2 separate regions of the Mus musculus genome follow, and region 2 is linked to region 1. A link is a contact called in public promoter capture Hi-C data. All regions are on one chromosome and are shown on one strand. The core of a region is the stretch at or near the end of the contact, and the rest is flanking DNA. Distances in the headings are between cores, read along the strand shown.

Evidence for each region. Promoter capture Hi-C pulls out the DNA fragments that hold promoters and counts their contacts.
Region 2: a contact with region 1 is called in a promoter capture Hi-C map of embryonic stem cells, with 2.9 times the contacts expected there. A contact is called at or near these places in 2 of 39 promoter capture datasets (embryonic stem cells and hippocampal neurons).

What each region holds. Positions count from the first base shown.
Region 1 is chr15:51,864,072-51,867,030 of GRCm38.p6, reverse strand. It overlaps Eif3h (eukaryotic translation initiation factor 3, subunit H), which reads left to right and starts at 1,570. Exons shown (of 8, transcript NM_080635.1): 1 at 1,570-1,705. The coding sequence starts at 1,574.
Region 2 is chr15:53,901,182-53,904,152 of GRCm38.p6, reverse strand. Samd12 (sterile alpha motif domain containing 12) reads left to right here and starts at 1,717. Exons shown (of 5, transcript NM_177225.4): 1 at 1,717-1,784. The coding sequence starts at 1,772.

The sequences.
Region 1 (2,959 bases), core at 321-2,820:
CTGGCACAATTTTTAAAACAATTTACCTTTTTTTGTTTTTTGTTTTTTTGTTTTTTGAGACAGGGTTTCTCTGTGTAGCCCTGGCTGTCCTGGCACTCTGTAGACCAGGCTGGCCTCGAACTCAGAAATCCACCTGCCTCTGCCTCCCAAGTGTTGGGATTAAAGGCATGCACCACCACGCACGGCTTAAAATAATTTAAACATTTATATTTGAGTACTTTGGTGCTGAACTCTGGGTCTTTACTTCGGCTGGCTCGTCTAATACAGATCTGGTGATGGAAAGGTAGCTAGTAGGGACTTCTCTGAAGGGACTCTAGCCAGCCCAAGCACTGCAGGCATCGATCTGTTAGGCCTTGCCCTTCTCCCCCCATTCCCTCCATCAAACCAAACCAACAGATTGCATTCCTAAAGCTAGCCAACAAGGTCCATTCCCTTATTTGGCCACTTCCTCCTCCTGTGGATGACTACCAAAGTCCAGCTATCAAAGGAAGTCCAGCACTCAGCACCTCCCTTGGCTCACCTAATTAACATACCCAATTAAAATTAAGCACTTCATCCTAATATGGGTTTTCCCCTTCACCTTTACAAGCTGCCATTGTCACATTTGTGTCCCTGCTTTCCAGAGGCAGTGTCCTGTCAAACTATGTATGTTGTAGGATTAGCTAGTGGATATTTTTTCTTTATAAATACCACACAGTTTTAACTCCCACTTAATTCTTTTGAGAGTTTTATTTCTGCTTTTTAACACCCTGCTACTGCTTTCTAGTGTAACTCTTCTATGATGCACCTTTGATACTTTGTGGAGATTTTCTCTGTGAGCCAGGATGCTAATATTCCTTCTAGACTTGTAGAAGTGGACATTGAATCATTGAATCATTAGTAACATTTTAATCCTTGCTGTCAGATTGATGCATAACAAACCCCAAATAATAGCAACAACAAAAATTAAAGGTTAGCATACAATATTTTCTGCCACAGTGTGACCATTTCATTACTTTTGAATAAGGAGTAGGGAAAAAGTCACTCTAAAGCAGAGAATTATTACAATGGCTTCCTACAACAGATGTAGTGTTTTCCAGTCACGATAATATGTATTTCAGAGCTCATGTCATAGGTCAGCATTATTCGTAGAGTCTGCATTCTGAATACTTACCATGACATCAACTTCCACACTACAACACTACAGAAAAGAACTTCTGAGTATTTTACCCAGGTAAATCTTTCATTTTAGAGACTGATCAAAGTTAACCATGTTTTAGACATTTTCTGTATATTCTGAGTGGGTGTAGAATAATGGCTCTTGCTTCTAAGCTCTTTCTCTGTAGTCAGAGTGACCCTAATCAATTACTGTGGGTTGAGCAGTACGGGCCAAACTCCGCGCGTGCGCAGAGGATTCCCACAATCTCAGGGAGGGTTGGGGGAGGGAGAAACACCACCGAGGAGGCGGGGCCCTGCCCAGCCTGCTTCCAGACACCGCCCCCCCCACCCCCAAAGCCTTAACATAGCGTCACGGAGCCTCGTAGTTCCGCTTCCGGCGCCTCACGCTTCTCTTTCTTCCTGTCTGGCTGGAAACATGGCGTCGCGCAAGGAAGGCACCGGCTCTACCGCCACCTCCTCCGGTTCTGCTGGCGGCGCGGTGGGGAAGGGCAAAGGCAAAGGCGGCTCCGGAGATTCGGCCGTGAAGCAGGTGCAGATCGACGGCCTGGTGAGTGCGGGTTGCGGCCACAGGCCCACGTGTGAGGCTGATCCCTGCCGGGCGCGCTTCCTGCCGCCTTCCCCAGGCGCGGGCTGACCGCGCTCTCCCCTCGGCGCCCTTCTCCTTCATCTTCACTTTTGCTCGAAAGACACCGCAGCCTTCCCTGTTTTCCGACGAGAGACCTGAGTGCTGAGAAACGGGGCCGGAATGGGGGTATGGGACAGCTTGGCGTGGTCTGGCTTTTAGAGGCTCAGGAGAGGAGGGGTTACAACCGAATGACAGTTGTGATGGGAAGGATTTAGGGTTCTGTTTGGGGCTCTAGGGAGAGGAGTGAGGGGAAAGGAAACACCTTGGCTTCCCGGAGGGGCGTTTGCCAAGTGCATTCTCAATAGATTTACTGTGTTAGCGTGTGTTAACTTTACCTGGGCTTGCAGAACTGGGGTAAAACTCTTAGGCAGAGTTCAGCGTGAACCCAAGAAGCCATAGGACACAGCCGTAAGTTTATTTCTGCATAAGATCCATGACTTAGAGTATCTGGGGAAGCTCGGGGGAAGGTAGTGGATGGAAGAGAAAATATGCGAATCTAGAAATGAGGTGGGGTTCTAAGCTTTAGGAACCTTCCTCCTGAAGGTTGTGGTGGCACATGTCTTTACCCTGAGCACAGGTGAGGCCCAGGCAGGCAGAGCTCCACGAGTTTGAGGTCATTTGGCACCGAGATCTTGTCTCAAAAAGAAAACCACAGAGAAAAGAAAAAGGTCATCGTCGTCGTCTTCTTCTTCTCCCTTCTTTCTCCTCCTCCTTCTTTTCTTCTTTTTTCTTTTTTCCCCAAAGCACCCTTTTCTCTCAAACCAGTTTTTAGGTATTATCCATTAGGTATTTTCTAAAGACTTTTTTTTTTTTTTTTTTTTTTTTTCGAGACAGGGTTTCTCTGTGTAGCCCTGGCTGTCCTGGAACTCACTTCGTAGACCAGGCTGGCCTCGAACTCAGAAATCTGCCTGCCTCTGCCTCCCAAGTGCTAGGATTAAAGGCGTGCGCCACCATGCCCGGCTAAAGACTCTTGTAATAGGGATTTTTTAATTTATGTGAAAATTGTGATTGCAGCAGGCAGTGTTTAAGTGGAAATTATTAGTAATTTCACTTTGGACTATAGTTTAGTTAGATTGTCATGAGGCTTTTTTGTGTTTGTTGTTTAATATAACCTGATGTTTATAGACTTAGTCTCTGTGGCCCTAAGAAGTTGGCCTTAACCAGCTTTAGTTACCT
Region 2 (2,971 bases), core at 468-2,967, 2.0 Mb before region 1:
TGAAGGGGATTGCAGCGCCATAGTAAGAACAATATCAGTTAACTAAACCACATGGAGCTCCCAGGGACTAAACCACCAGCCAAAGAGTACAAATAGCTCCGATGGCTCCAGCCACATATGTAGCAGAGGATGGCCTTATCTGACATCAATGGGCGGGGAGGCCCTGGGTCCTGTGGAGACTTGGTGTTCCAGTGTATGTATGTTAGAACAGTGAGGCAGGAGTGCATGAGTGGATGGAGGAGCACCCTCATAGAGGTAAAGGGGATGGGGGAGAGGGAAGATGGGATGGGGACTTTGCAGAGGGGTAACTGGGAAGGGGGATATCATTTCAAATATAAATGAATAAAGTGATTAATAAAAAAAATACAGGATGCTCATGCTACAGTCCAAGAGACCCAAGGATGCTGGTCAGGAAAACACTTGGAAGGGGGAATGGAATGATTGTAGAAGGCAGATGGAGAAAGGGAACTGGATAGAGTGGGGATCAGGAGAGGAGTGGGAGGCAAGGGGTTGGGTGCAGGGAGGGGCAGGGGGATGGCTGGATGGCCATAAGAATGAATGGAAATCTGCAACTGATGTGGTAGGAGGTAAGGAGCATCTTCAGGAAGAGACAGAGACTTGGGACTTGGGATAGGGGAGGTGCCGAAGAATCACTGGGGTGTCCTTAGGTATGACTCAATGCATTGGGTATATGGAACCTGAAGAGGCCACCTCCTGTAGCCAGGCAGGAACTCCAGTGGTGCGACAGGGAGTTTCTGTCATACATGTGATTCTCTCTTTGTTTGTTTGTATATATGTATGTATGCACGCATGTATGTAGTATGTATTTAAAATTGTACCAGACAGCCCCACAGGAAGATCATAGGTTCAGAGGTGGAAAGCAACTAAACTGTGTATAGTGTTAAGACTCTATCACAGGCAGCCAAGGGACACCCTAGCCAGGAAAGTTGACAGCCTCTCACTTTGGAATCCAGCTATTCCATGCTCTGATGCCCTGAAAATGTAATCTTAGCAGCCTCATTAGGATATTGTCTTTGGAAGATTTTAAAGCCATCCTACCCTCGTCAGTATTTAACTCTGTAAACAACCAAGAGGTTCAGAAGTCAGCTGTTTCTCCTGGAGGGACATCTCACAACCCCAAATATTTCAGGATGAGAACAAGTTTTGACTGCACCTTGTGGAGTAAGTCTCTGGCCCAGAGGGACTGCCACAAGCATCCCCAGCGCATCTGCTCTCCTCACTGACCAAGTGCGCCCAGATTCCAGTGGCCCGCCAAGTCCACTGCCCTGCTGTCTCCCTCCCAAAGACTGCTAGGTGCCTAAAAGCTTTTAAATGACAGCTAAGGTCTCAATCAAGAGTTCTCTCAAAGCTGAAAGAAGCTAGGAGCACGGCAGTCTGGGAGATGTAGTCCTCCCAAATGTCATCATCCATCACTCTCGGGGTTCCCTTCCGAGGTCCGTAGAAGAGCAGGTAGTCAGTCCTATGTCACAGAATGTAGATATACGCTCCTACTGTGGTGGCGAAATCGAGCTGCACGGGACAAATGGGAGGCTTCGAGGGGGTTGGGAGATTGTGCAAGAACGGACTACAACTCCCATGCCGCCTCGCGCGGAGCAGGAGCTGGCTGTTCGCTTTGCGTGACCGCAGCAGGTTGGTCCTGGAGCAGATGAGCGCAGAATATTTAGGCGAAAGCAAGGGGAGGGGGGAGCGCGGGGCAGGAGGAGTACCTCGGCCAAGAAAATTATGCATGCGTTAGGCAAGCTCTGAGAGAATGGCTGTGGAAGGTAAGGGACGCTTGGGGCGTTTTAAGCTCCCTCTTAACCCGCGCACTCCAATTCACACATCCCTGATGAAGCTCGGCTCCGGTGGGGAGGAGAGAAAAGGGGGTGGCGGCAAGCGGGCCCCTTCTCCCTTGTACCACTTGGCGCTCACCTGAGCCTTGCCAGGCCAGGAGGCACCTGCTTCGTTTGCCATTGAGAGAGGTGTAGGTGAGCAGGACTTCAGGGCAGAAGGTGAAAAAAGAGCGCTCCCAGTCCTCAGCTTTGTGATGGAAATGGGTGGACAACCGGGAAGTCCAGCGCGAGGGAATAGCCCTGACTTGCCCTTTCCCTTCCCCTCCAGCCAAGGTAGGCTGGGTGGCCACATTGCTGGGGATGCACGCTCTGCCACCCACACGTGGGAAAGGACTCTAGCCAGGTGCGTCATCCAGAAGCTTGGATTGCCACTGGGTCGAGGACCCCTCGCTGTGTGTAACCAGCAGTGCCTGTAGCAGATATGCCCCTAGGATGGGGCTGCCTTTACATCTGCTTCTGTATAGTCCTGCCCAGGGGTTAGCAAAGTTCACAGAATCAGTGTAAGGCAGCCGCTTGGATTGGGAAATTCTTTCCTTTGAAGACTGCCTTCCTATTTCCTTGTATAATTTTGGACTTCGAGTTTGCCATTTTGATTGCACAGCCCTGCCTGTTTTGTACTTTCCGGTTAAGAGTTGGGTCAGGCAAATTTTGAGGGATTGGAGTTTTCCACGTCACTTTCACTTACTTTAGAGGACAGACTTTTTGTTCAGGGTAGGTCCGGGGATATGGGCGGGGGAGATGAAAGGGAGGGCATGTGTAGCAGGAGGGTTTCTGGTGTCTCATACCTCTATGATGAGATAAAGTGAAATGAGTGTAGGATTATAAAGGGAGCCTACCTTCACTTCCAGAATTATGGTTCCTGAGTGCACTTAGGGTTAGAGGGGACCTGAAGCAGGAAAAGGAAGGCGTGGTTGCCAGCGACATCAGGCTGCTTGCCAAAGGGAAATGATCCGGTTCCTTGGAGGCTACAGAGAAGAACAACCAACAGGGTTTCTTGCTTCTGCCTCACCTCTCTGCCTCAGGAGACAGCAAATGAAATAAATACCCTGGCCCTTTACTTGAAGTAGCAAGGGTCCAACTCATACACTCAACACCTGTAAACTCAGGACTGAGTCTGG